Linked DNA regions of Rattus norvegicus: region 2 is linked to region 1. A link is a contact called in public Hi-C data. All regions are on one chromosome and are shown on one strand. The core of a region is the stretch at or near the end of the contact, and the rest is flanking DNA. Distances in the headings are between cores, read along the strand shown.

Region 1 (6,486 bases), core at 90-2,589:
ACAACTTTAAAGCCTTTATTAAATGATGAATTAAAGTATAATCTGCCCCCTTGGACTCCAGCTGAAACCTAAGGGGCCACCCTGGAGGCTTCCATCTGCTGCCGGCGGCAGAGTAAGCACAGCTAAGAGGTTTTCACAGGCCACTGCCTAGAAAGGCACAACCGTGGCTGGTTCACACAGTCAGAAACTGTTGCTCTCCAGCAGAGCACAATCCCACCCAGCCATGAAGCAGCAAGTCCATGTAAAAACCCGGCGACTCCAGTCGAAAGCCTTTCACTCACCCTTCCAGACACAGTTTTAAAATAAAGCTTTGTAAGAGGACTGCCACGTACAGGGCAGGGCAGGGATTTCTCTCTTGAGGAAAAAAAAAATATGTCACTGCGAATTGCAGTGGACCCGGTGCCATCAGGGAGTCCCCCCACCCCCCGCTGTGTTGTTGTGAGGGGCCAGGGCTGTGAGAACCCATGGTGAAGAAATAGGAAATGGCCCGTCCATCTGTACCCAAGGCATAGACAGAACATGACAACAGGCGGCTTGCAGAAGGCTTTGCAGTTCTTCCATGAGAAACTGTCATTTCACAGATTAGTATGTGAATGCGACTCTTAACACATATCAGAAGCAAAAGCAGGCGCGCCAGCCTCCTACACAATTAGTCTTCTCCCTCTGCGGTTACATAAGATGATGGATTATCTGTCCACCCATCCAACCTGTCCGCGCTCGACCTCCCACTTTGGGCTACGTCCATTAACACTCGTAAAGGAGTTGTGGAAAGGGAAAGCCTGTTGAGGAGAAAGTGCCCAGAGGCTGGCATAACAGCGCCTAGAAGAGCCCCACAGTGCCACCGCGCCAAGCAAGCGCAGGGCGACCGCCCGCGGCAGCCTGCAACCTCCACGCCGCCCCCGCTCCTCGTTCCCCTCACTCCAGGGTGCAGCGGACCAGGCCAGCTCGGAGAGCAGCCCAGGCCCCCGTACAGCTCGGTCCCTCCGGACGCCGGGGCAGACAGGCGTACTGAGGGAGCGCGCGGGGGCTGAGCAGAGCCGTCGGGGTGGGGGCGTCCACTCGTGCTCCGGGACGGCACGGGCCGCGGCGGGCGTAAGGACCCTGGGCCGGCTCGGCCACCTGTGACCAACCGAAGATCGGCCCACCACACCCGCAGTCCGGGAGCCGGTGCCCTGCTCGGGCCTGAAGACCTAGGGACGACTCGGAGCCACGCTGGAAACTCACCTTGTAGACATTTTCCGTGAGCCGGTGCATCTCCTCCGAGCGTGAAAGCGACATGGTCCTGGGTCCCGGCTACACCACAGACCAGAGCAGGGGCACGGGTGTCGGTGAGAAAGGCGACAACTGCAGCAACAGGAAAAGGCGCGCAGACCAGGACCACAGAGCGCGGCGCCGGGCAGCCGCCGCTTTTATAGCCGCCGAAGGCCCCACCCCATAAAAACCCCGCCTCCGGGCCCCGCCCCCACCGCGCCCGGATCACCGCCCCCGGTTGTCCGCCCCCGCCCAGCCCAGCCGCTGCTAGGCAACCGCCAGGCCCGCTCCCGTGCCGTTTTTCCTATTGGTAGATTTCGGAGGCGGGGGCGAAGGGCGGAGCTAGAGGCGGGACTTCGAGGCTAGCTGCGAGCGGTGATTGGCCGGTCGCTGGGAGGCGGAGGCGCTGCGCGCTCTGAGGCCCTAGAGCTGCCTGAGGGGGTCGGAGCGACAGCAGGCCTGGGGGCGGGAAGCGGGGGCGGGGTGGCGCAGGAAGAGCTAGCGCGGGGTGTGGGCGGTGCGGGTGGCACCGGCGCGAGCGCGCGTGGAGGTGGCACTCGGGAGGCAGCGATCGGGGTTGAAGGCCCTCAAGGGTCCCTCAGGAGTGCGCGACTGGAGCCGGTGGCTCCCGCGCTATTGCAGGTGAGTCGGCGTGGAGTGCGTCGACCCTGGACGGTCTTCCGGAAGGGAGGACACCCGGGGCCGGAGTAGGTGGAGACGAGGGAAGGTGCTCAACTCTAGAGGGAGGACCCTGAACACTGGAGGCAAGATCGGGACAGGGTGGGCCCTGGAGCGGGTGGTTGTGGTGGACAGGTGATGGGTGGAGGGTGGGAGCCAACAGTTGGGTCTGGGATTCCGGGAAGAGGACCCAGGAGAGGGGCAAGCGGGACGTGGAACGAATCCTAGCGGGTGGTATAGTAGGGGATTGGGGCGGGAACCGGAGTTGGGTGGTAAGCTCCGGGGGAGGAGCCTCCCAACACAGCTTTGAATTGCCCAGTGGCTGATGCTTTAAGGAAGGTAAGGCTTGGCTGAGAAAACTGACCAGGTTGGCACACGGGGTTCCAGCACGGTTCCTTTGGAGAAATATTTACATAAATTAGGCGAACAGAGAGGAATTATTTGCTTTACATTGTAAAACACCAGAGCTGAATGTTTCCTTTTAATTAAGCATAACACTCCAGCATCCATTTCCTGGGCAGCTGGTTACGCCACTCCAACAACCCAGAGGACACAAATCCACGGAGCGGCTGTCAGGCCTCAGACATCAGGAGGACTCGGACGGCCCCTATTCACTTTGCTACGTGTGTAAAGGACAAGGAAAGGTTTAGAAAACACAGGACAGAGATTTGGTTTCCTGTTCCTTCAGCCAGCCGCTCCAGTGTGCTTTTTCCTTGTTGTCTACGTCACTTCAGTGTACAACCCTGTGTATCTATTTTCTTGGGTTCTTTTTGTTGTAAGTGACAGAAAGCCAGCTTAAACTGCCTGTCCATTAAGGACCTCACAAATACTGCTCACTGCAACTGGTTGTCACAGCTGCCCCTCCGTCTCCCTCCAGTAGAGTACCTACCCAGCCACACATTGACCCCCTCACTGACCAGGAAACCAACAGGGAGCTGTGCACAGGGGTAGAGGCAGCCCCTCCACGCTTGCCCCAGGTCAACGCCATAGAACTAGACGTGGAGGCTGGCAGCAAACACTGGAGGTCTGTCTGGAAAAGGGTGTAGAAACTCCCCCAGAAAAGTTCCCAAGGCCTGAACCACTCCCCTTTTCACAACATCCCAAGGCTGGTTCCTGGGCCTGCCTACCTACAATCACCCCGTTGACACACTCATGTGGGTGGCCGGCTCAAACCTGTCCACATCCCAGGAGGCTGGCCAGCTGCAGCAGGAGCCCACCCGGGGAAGAGGGTGTCAGGACACTTGAGTGACAGCGTCTCTCCATCCTGCCTGCAGTTCAGGGCTCTGTGACAAATGGCTATCATGACAGGACTTCCTCGGGTGGAAAGGGGACAGGAGAGAGATGGGACCTGTGTCCCCTTCAGCTCTCTACTGGGGGTGACCGCAGCCTGAGTACAGATTTCATCATGGAAGCTTTTCTGACCCAGGAAACAGCTCCTTTAATAGTAGGGGGCACCAGTGGTCAGAGATCAGGTTGCTCAGTGGACACATTGTAAGCTGGACAATCACAGATCAGCAAGTAGATTAGGAGGCCACTCTTTCCCTGCCTCCTTTTTATCCAAAGCCCATTACAAACTCATCATACTCCTTTTCCCCTTACATTGGTGGCTGAGGAGTCTGCTTACTCTTCTAAAAGTTCAGCCAAGCAGCTAGGAAATAGTGGCCCCTGTGTGAGCTTGCACCCCCTTCTGTCCATCGATGTGGAGGAAGCCATCGTCGTCCGGCTCCTCCTGCATCTTCCCAGGAAGAACGGTGAGAGGAGTCACCCAGGGTGATGACTGCCAGCCAGCACACCCTCCCAGACCTTCCAACACACCCCTGCTTTTCTTATAGGGTGCGGGTGCCGAGGTGGGAGCAGGGCTCGCTAGTCCAAGTTCCGGGGGGGGGGGGGAGCAGGTCTCAATGAGTGAGCGGCTCTGAGAGAAGTCACTGGAGGCAGAGACAGACCATTGTCCATATGTTCATATGTTGCTGGCTTTCCCACTCCGTTCTCCCCGAGTGGAGTTCTGCAGCCACCCCAGCCATAAACCCATGTGTCCGCTTCCCTGAGCACCAGCCTCTCTTTCTCCACACAAGCACGCTGAGCACAGGTCCAAGGCTGTGCTCAGGAACAGCCCCTGACCTACAGCACTGCGGGTCATGGTTCATGGTGGGCATCTCTGGAGACGGACTGGGGGTGGGGAGCACCAGTGTGTATGTCTCCAAGAGCTTATTTTTAGTTGAGTTATATAAGTGGTTTCATCTCGGCGTCATGTAGGAAGGGGTGGGGGGGGTCTCAGATTTAATTACAGGATGACAGCCTTGCATTTCAAGCAAGCTGTTCTCCTGGCAAGACAGGCTCACGGATGGATTGGGAGCCTGTGCTCAGCAGAGGCTGCCCTTCGGGAGGTGACGCCCCCCCCCAAGGCAAACTGTCACCCCACCTTCACCTCCATCCTTAGCCACTTTGCTGAGCTTGCCTTGGCGGGGAGCCACTTGTCTAAGATCTCAGAGATGGTGGGAGACCCACCCCACCCCCACCTCCACCTGGCAGCTTTCCTTCTGTCCTAGGGAAGAGTCTCCCAATCAGAACTCTCCTGTTTCCATTCCTGGGCTGAAGCTTTTCTAATGGGTAGCCAGAAAGTTCTAGAGTAGAAGAGACAGAAACGCAGGAGCTCGGGAAAAGCCTCCCTTTTTTCCCTCCACACCCATGTTGCTCATGCCGCATGGCCTGGGACTGGGCCAGGCCTGAGGGCAGAAGTGTTCTTGTATGTGGGGGGCATGGCTCTGGTTTCAGGAGAGTCTTAACGGTTGGCCATTGCGGTGGCTAGAACTTTAGCAGGAAGTCTATTTCAATTGCCGACAGCCACTTGAGTTTCAAGGCATAGCCTGCCACAGTGGAGGGGGAACAGGTTGAGACCTGACCATGACAGGATCAGGGTGCAGTGTGAGGAGAGGGCCCAGGTTTAAGGCGCCTGTTCCTTAACCAGTCAGCTTGCATAGGTGGGACAGACAGGGCTGCAGCTCCTGGGCAGGTCCCTAGTCTCCCGGAGCTCCCAAAGCAGAGATTAGGGTTCTGTGAAGTGCTGGGAGGAGCCAGGGAACGAAGAGTCATGTGGGAGTCACCGTGCTTTAGTGCTTTAGCTATCGGCTGGTACTGCCTAAACAGAGTGCCTGCCCTCTCTCTCCCCAGTTTTCTCTCCCAAGCCCAGCAGGGACAGTACAGTAGACACCCCACCACCACCTAGAGTGCTCTGCATGCCGCCATGTCCCCATCCCGACTGAGGGCAGGGACAGTAGCCCAGAGGAGCCAGAGGAGACAGGAAGACTGAAAGCCCCCTGAAATCCCTCTGGGTTCCGGACAGAAAGAGGACACTAGGTAGAATCTGGAGAATTCTGAGTGAACTGTGGACTTTTAGTTAATGATCTGTCAGCACTGGCTCCTGAATTGTGGTCAATGTCTCACCAAGGCAACAGGCTAACAGCAGGGGCTGGGGTGGGCCCAGGGGATGACACCCTCAGACAAAGAAGAGAAAGAAAAGGACATGGAGTGTCTTTGCTCCAAATGAGGAAATGTGGAGCAAAGGAGCTTGCGGGGGGGGGGGGGGGGGGTGCGGCGGGCTGCAGGTCAGAGGGTGCTGGGAGCTGGCCCTACCTAGCTGGGCCTGTGCTGATGCCTGTAGAGCTGAGGTCTAGGGAGCAGGTCCGCTCCCCTGCTATCCCAGATGTGGGCGCTTCCCTTCTTCCTCACAGACTGCACCTCAGGTTTACTCTTAGCCTGACATGGTTCGGAGCTTGCTCTTCCATGGCCGCCACCATGTGGGCCCTACTTGCTGCTGTGGGGAACAGATCAGCCCTGGCCACTTCTGGTGCCTTCTGTTCCCTCTCAAACATACAGTGTGACTGAAAGGAAAGGTGGTCACTCTCTTGGTGGGGATGCCCACCTGGTGGGCTCAGCTGGAGGATGCGTGAACGCGGCTGGTGGCTTTCCAGAGTGTCAACTGGCCCCGCCTCTGTCCTCTTAGTCACAGGGTCTTTTAGGTCCCTTTTAGTCCCATTCCAGCTCTGGCCTCCCTCCAGGCAGGCCCAGGAAGACAGAGCCTGCTGAGGGTAAAGGTGTGGGAGATGTGACCTCCCCGAGCTGCCCTGCCGCCCTGGTATAGGGGGTTAGCCTCCCCAGGAACCACCCCCCCTTATGTAATCTGCACATCACACAGGCGTGACTCCAGGTGCCCGTGGGAGGTAGTAACGCGGGGGTGAGCTCAGGGGCGCAAACAAGCCTCCAAGTTTCCTTGGGTGCCTCTCCTCTTGTTACATTTCAGCGTCATCCCGCGTCTGCCAGCTCGGTCACCCACTTGCCTATTAGAATATATTAACTGACAATGCAGACTTAAATAACTTGGGCAGGTGACAGGCTGCAGTGAGGAGCCCTCTGCACCGAACCCTTCCGCAGCAGGCCAAGTGAGTTCAGAGGAGGTGTTTTGGTGGGCAGGGACGGGCAGGGTGCAGCCTGCAGTCTGAGCACACCCAACACCAAGTCTGAAGCGTTGAGATACGGGTGCCCGTGGCAACAAGGGAA
Region 2 (6,905 bases), core at 1,638-4,137, 150 kb before region 1:
AGAGTGGCCTTTCTCTAGTGACTGTTGGTGAAGTCGGGGTGGGGGTGGGGTGGCACTTCAATCCCTCCTTCCCTGTGGCTGAGGTTAAGGCAGATGCCATGACCAGAGGACAGAGTTCATCCCAGCTATGCTAGCCAAGGCTGGTGTTGTCGGTGTCTTATAAAATGATAGAAACACACAACTGTTCAGAAACAGCATCCACATCCTGGGTGTAGAACCTGACGAGCCCAGGTCCCCGGGCCACACCCTTGGGCAGGGGGTTTTCTTTATCTGCAGTTAAGTAAGTAGTTCAGTGAGGAGGTAGTAGCCATTCACGGTGTTGGAGCTAGCAACATGTAAAAGACTTAAAACATCTTGGCCCATACCTCAGACTTCACATAAAAATTTAGAGAGAACCATAGCCTAAGAGTCAAACACCAGGCATGGTGGTTCGCCCCTTTAATCCCAGTACTCAGGAGGCAGACAGATGGAAGCTTCATGAAGCTGAAGCCAGCCTGGTCTACATCGGGAGCTCTAGGCCACCCAGGTCTACATACTAAGACCCTGTGGTGGGGGGAAAGCAAAACTTATCAAAGGGAAAAATGTCAAAGCTTTAATGTCATAGTTAAGGGAATGGAAGGATGAGCCAAACACTGATAGACTATTTTTTTAATGATTTATTTTATATGAGTTCACTGTAGCTGTCTTCCAACACAGCAGAAGAGGACATCAGATCCCATTACAGATGGTTGTGAGCCACCATGTGGTTGCTGGGAATTGAACTCAGGACCTCTGGAAGAGTAGTCAGTGCTCTTAACCACTGAACCATCTCTCCAGCCCCTGAGAGACTATTTTTAGGTTACATGACTCATGCAGACTCATGTGAAAGCCTTGCTGAGAACACGGGATCAGTGGCATAGCTAGGCTGGTAAAGGCATTTTTATCACAAAGCCTGACAGCCAGAATCTAATCCCTGGGACCCACATGGTAGAAAAAGAAAACTGATTCATGGGCTGGAGAGATGGCTCAGTGTTTAGGAGCACTGGCTGCTCTTCCAGAGGTCCTGAGTTCAAATCCCAGCAACCACATGGTGGCTCACAACCATCTGTAATGGGATCTGACGCCCTCTTCTGGTGTGTCTGAAGACAGTGACAGTGTACACCACACACACACACACACACACACACACACACACACACAAACAACAACAAACCACTCACCTATTAATGTCACAGAAAAAAATGGAGGGAACAGAGATACCAACTGGAGCTTACAGGAGCTTACACGACACTGGGCAGCAGCGTCTGGAAAACATTCTGGTGGTTTCTTAAATAGCACTGATTCCTGTCCTAGGTGAAAACCCCAGCTTACTCCAAAGCCAGCGAGTAAATGAATGTCTAGAGTTGTTTCCATTGTGTGTACCTAACCATGGAACAGTTGCTGGGGCAGTCTAGGGGTAAGGTAACATGTTGGCTACAGACTGGAGCACAGGGAGAACAGCAGAATGAATCTCCCAGCTTTGGGGGGGGGGGGGTGTAGAAAGACATGCTGTGCCTTCTTGTCTCTGATTTCCCTCAAGAGACAGAACAAAAGGTCCCAACCAGCTGGTGCCCAAAGCAGCTGATTAAACAAAGAAAAGCAGTACAGGGGTATGGTGTACAGTAGAAGAGTACTACTCTGAGTGGGTGGTTATCGTACACCAAAGGATGTGAATTTTGATATGTATAAACCAAACCTTTTCTGTTAATTTTAAAAAAGAGGCCACCATCAGTGTTTAAAAGCACCTACTATGCTGGATGGTGGTGGTGCACACCTTTAATCCCAGCACTTGGGTGGCAGAGGCAGGCGGATCTCTGAGTTCAAGACCAACCTGGCCTACATAGGGAGTTCCAGAACAACCAAGGCTACATAGAAAAACCCTGCCCCACCCCAATAAATAAACAGATAGATAGATAGATAGATAGATAGATAGATAGATAGATAGATAGATAGATAAGATAGAGCACTTACTTGCATAGAGACCTTGGTTTTAGTTCCCAGCACCCACATGGCATCCTACAACCATCTATAACTCCAGTACCAGGAGATCCAGCACCCTCAACACGATGCAGAAACATACACATAATAAATCATAGAAAGAGCAAGCCAGGTGTGGTGGCACTTTGCCTATAATTCCAGATTTTGGAGGTGAAAGCAAAGGATCAGGAATTCCAGGTCATTCTCAGCTATATAGTGAGTTTTGAGAACAGCCTGGGCTATGTGGTGTATATGATGCTTTCTTAGAACAAAAACGACTGAGGTTCAATGGCAGAGTTCTTATTTAGCACGTGCAAGACCCTGGACCACCATCCCAACCTACACACACACACACACACACACACACACACACACACACACACACGCTTGTTGATAAAAATTAATAATATATGCGGATAATTTTTTAAAGCATTTGAGTTTATAGTATTGTTATTTAATGTAACTTCTGTTGGAGAGGGCATCTGAGCTTCGGTGTCCCGAACCCTTTGGCCGACAGGAGAGCCCACAACTATTCACTATCAGCAGTAGAGTCACTACTCATGTACTCCGAAAGCTTCTTTGAAAGCAGTTGGAAAGAATGGGCAGAGGTGGCACAATTACCGCGCGGTCCCGCCAGGAACTAGAGAGGGCCTGGGATGCGCGGGGGTCCTCAAGGGGTGCCAGGACCCGCAAGCTCCGCCTTCCTAAAGCCCCGCCCCTCTGCCTGCCCCACTCCACCTTGGCTTTCCGCAGCTCCTCCCACGCCGGGACTTACAGGACAGCCTAACGGCCCAATGACCTACCCGAAGATCAGAGAGGGCGTCCGGAGAGCCAATCCCTGAGCGGCGCGCGCTGCAAAGGCGGGCCGGCGTGACGGACAGCGGAGGAGGCGCCAGGCTGGTTGCTAGCCGCCGCCGCTCGCCCCTGCGGACAGCGCTTTATTGTCACCCACGGCGGAGGCCGCGCCAGCCCGGTGGGGCCCCGGCTGGCTCTGCAGCCGCGCCCGCCAGGCCGAGCCCACGGGCCCTGCGCCCCAGGCTGGGTCCGCGCAGGTGAGGGGCGTCTCGCGGTGAGGGGTCGGGCCCTGCAGCGAGGACGGCCTGTTCCCAGTACCCCCAGTCCCGGAAGATCGCCGTGGGGTCCAGTCGGGAGGCCCAGATCCCCTGCTTTAAACCTTAAGAGGCCTGGGGGATGCGGGTCGCCCGTGGAGGAGCTCAGCAATGCGCTACTCAAGAGCCCTGCCTCTAAGAGTCAGCCGGCCCCCGAGGGAGCAGGCTCCTGCCCCTCCGGCTTCTGAGAGAGTCACGGTTTTGTCCAGGGTGAGGTTGGCCTCCCCAGCCTCCCGTCATCTGGCTTGTAGGTTTCCATGGAGAGGCTATGTTTACCGTCCAGAACCTCACTGGCTGCACGTGGTCCTGAAAAAGCTTTGTCCACTAGACTTAAGAGCTTAGGAGCCAGCCAGAGTCCACCAAGGTGTAGACAGTGCCCAGAAGGGGAAGGTGTTAGGTTTCCCCTACACAACCAGAAGTGTCTAACAGAGGACACTGGCCGGACTGATGGCAGAGCAGCCTCAGAGTAGGGATACTGCTCCCCACCACACACACCTGGATGTCAGTACCAAGGCAGCTTTACTTTGGACCGTGGTGAGTGCATGCTCCCGGCTCCCTGATTCTGCAAGGGGATTTTATTTTATTTTTTTCAGTTACTACTGTACTTTATTGTGTTCAACCAAATCACCATGTTACAAAAATAGCAAGCTGCCATAATAAAAAATAAGGCTCCTCTATCCAGCACCAGATAGCATCATTTTACTTTCAAGCCTAGAAATTGCACACTTGTATATAAACCAACCGAAGATGAGGATTGAGAGTTCATCTTGGTGGATTTTTCCTTTGATGAATATGAAGTGTCCTTCCTTATCTTTTTTGATGACTTTTAATTGAAATTTGATTTTATTTGATATTAGAATGGCTACTCCAGCTTGCTTCTTCTGACCATTTGCTTGGAAAGTTGTTTTCCAGCCTTTCACTCTGAGGTAGTGTCTGTCTTTGTCTCTGAGGTGTGTTTCCTGTAGGCAGCAGAATGCAGGGTCCTCATTGCGTATTGCAAGGGGATTTTAATAATCACTTAACATTTGTCCCATGGCCCCCGGGACCTGAGACTGCACGGTCCCTGTCCTCTGAAGGGAGTCCTAGAGAGAGCAAAACAGTTTGATGGAAGAAAAACTGATGGGGGTGGCGTGGAGGCAAGGGGGTTGCAGATGCAGCCGTGTGCTGAGATGCACTGCCTAGGTTTGAGGAACAGCAGGCTTAGTTAATGCACAGTGGAATGCTTCTAGAGAACAGGGTCAGAGCCGGACTTCTCAGGTACTCAGATTTTCCCCTGTGGGTGTAACCTGAGCTGAGAGCAGTGCGGAAGTATTGGGTGACTTGAGCACGGGCCCTGGCCAGATAGCGCTGCTATACTTGTGCAAAGCCCTTGAGGACCCAGTGGCCTGGACCAGGAATGGTCCTCAGGTGAGAGGGTGGGTAGAAGAGAGAGACTGGGCCTGGGTCCAGGGTGGGCTTAGACTTTCAGGGATGAGAAGAGTCAGTGGGAGACAGCAAGAGAGAGTATCCTGCAAGGGAGGTGTCAGGGTGCCTCTGAAACAAGAGAGCAGCTGTCAGGTCCCCAGAGTTCATGGATGTTCTGTGGTGATGCAGGGACTTAGGAGTCCACATCCTACTAGAGAGACTTGAAGCTGTTGAGGGATGTCCAGGGTCCAATCTCAAAGGCACATTTACCTCAGGATAGCCCAGGAAGATGCACCTTTTTTAAAGTATAGATAATGACCTAGGGCTGGGGTAATTGACGGGGCCAGGCTCATACCCACCACTGTCTGCTGCTAGCACTTCTGGGATCGCTGTCCCCCAGCTACTCACTGCTCACCGTTCAGAGCCCAGCAAGGGTTTAGAGCAGTCTTGCCTTCTCATGCTCCTGACTGAGCTCAGCCATCCCCAGTGGTGGCCTCCCAGAGTTTTGGTGGCAGGTAGACGCAGATGTCCAGGGCAAGTGGAGTTTGTGAGTGCAAGAGTTGAGATTCCTTCATGGTGTCTTGTCTTGTCTCCTCCTCCCCCTCTTCTTCCTCTTTTTGTTTGTTTGTTTCTCGAGACAGGGTTTCTCTGTGTAGCCCTGGCTGTCCTGGAACTCGTTCTGTAGACCAGGATGGCCTCAGATATCACAGAGATCCTCCCTACCTCTGCCTCCCAAGTGCTGGGATTAAAGGTGAGACACTATGTCTGTGAGAAGGGTTGTGCATGCTTAACTGGGACGTGGCTGTCCACACCTCAGGACCTGTCCCTGTTGAATACTTGGGTACAGTTCAAGAAGAGTAAAAGGCGGGGCTGGAGAGATGGCTCAGTGGTTAAGAGCACCGACTGCTCTTCCTGAGGTCCTGAGTTCAAATCCCAGCAACCACATGGTGGCTCACAACCATCTGTAATGGGATCTGGTGCCCTCCTCTGGTGTGTCTGAACACAGCCACAGTATACTCACATACAATAAATAAAATCTAAAAAAAAAAAAAAAAAAAAAAAGAAGAGTAAAAGGCACACATAGGCCAGGTAGTGGTGCACACTTTCAATGCCAGCACTCAGGAGTCAGAGGTGGGTAGATCTCTGTGAGTTTTGAGGCCAACCTGGGTCTTCAGAGTGAGTTCCAGACAGGACAGCCAGGTCTGTACAGTGAAACCCTGTTTTGAAAATATATATATTTATTTCACTGTATGTGTATATGTCTGTGTACCCACAGAGGCCAAAAGAGGGTGTCAGATCCCCTGGAGTTAACGGGCAGTTGAGCCACTGATGTGGGTACTAAGAATCAGGTTCTCTTCCTCTAGAAAAGCAGCAAGCCACTCTTCATGACTGGGTTCTCTCTCTCTAAGCTTCATCCCCATCTCATGTAGCCCAGGATGGCCTTGAATTCACTATCTGAGAATGGTCTGAAATTCGTGGTTCTCCCACCTCGCCTCCACCTCCTGAGGGCTGTGCACATTTACCGCCATACTGGTTTATGCTGAAGACGGGACAGAGCCACATCCCTAACTCTGCGGTGTCTTATTGTGCCTCCCATTTCTTTCTCAGGGCTAGCCTGGTCCACCATGAAAGGTTCACGGACCATCAGTGCCACTCCCGAAGGCAGTCCAGAAGGTATGGACTTGAGTCTGATTGGCCTCCCTCTACCCATGTCCCAGCGGCCCGGCAGTGCCTCTGCCGCAAAGTCTATTTTCCGCTCCGTGTCTGTGGCCACAGGCAGTGAGCCGAGAAAAAAGGCACTGGTGAGTGTGGGGGCCGGGACCCTCTTGGGGTGACGACTAGTCTCTGGGTACAGTTCCACACAAGAACATATATTTCATATCCATGGTCATCTGTGGACAGGGAGGAACTGGACCACGCAAGCCTGGTGAGCCGTGCTGTTGCAGATCCAGATCCTTCTGACATGGGGCTTACCCCTCCTGTTCCACTGTATTTAGGTTTCTTTGGTTCTTCAAATGGGCAGACCAGCGCAAGAGTGACCTTGTAGAAACTGGGTGGGCAGCAGATGGGCAGGGGCTGGGGCTTTGGGGAGAGCTGCCTTCCCTTTCCCAGCCTACCTTTGTGGAGCATGGATAAGGGATGTCACTCAGAAATTCATGGGGCGAGCACGAGGGGCCAAGCGGGACTCTTGCTGCTCTCCAAAGCTGTTCTCTGCTAGGCCAAGCCAAGAGGAGATCAAGTGGTTCAGGTGCCAGGGCTGTGCCTGAGTCTGGCCTGAGCTTCTAAACCAGGGAGGAGCCTGGGTGAGACCTGCATGCTGCCTCTCTGAGACTCTCCACCTGAGAAGCAGGTCCTTGCTGAGGGTGAAGGGCTGGTTGATGGTCTAAACTTTCTTGA

Evidence for each region. Hi-C and Micro-C count contacts between places; a contact is called where the count stands out from the background.
Region 2: a Hi-C map of mammary epithelial cells shows a contact between it and region 1, with 1.7 times the contacts expected there. The contact joins the promoter of Cep131 here to the promoter of Baiap2 in region 1. A contact is called at or near these places in 2 of 12 Hi-C or Micro-C datasets (hepatocytes and mammary epithelial cells).

What each region holds. Positions count from the first base shown.
Region 1 is chr10:105,716,409-105,722,894 of GRCr8, reverse strand. It overlaps Baiap2 (BAR/IMD domain containing adaptor protein 2), which reads right to left and starts at 1,339. Exons shown (of 14, transcript NM_057196.1): 1 at 1,225-1,339. The coding sequence starts at 1,278. It overlaps LOC102555825 (a long non-coding RNA gene), which reads left to right and starts at 1,433. Exons shown (of 2, transcript XR_358061.3): 1 at 1,433-6,486.
Region 2 is chr10:105,864,779-105,871,683 of GRCr8, reverse strand. Cep131 (centrosomal protein 131) reads left to right here and starts at 2,887. Exons shown (of 26, transcript NM_001108310.1): 1 at 2,887-3,047; 2 at 6,117-6,310. The coding sequence starts at 6,134.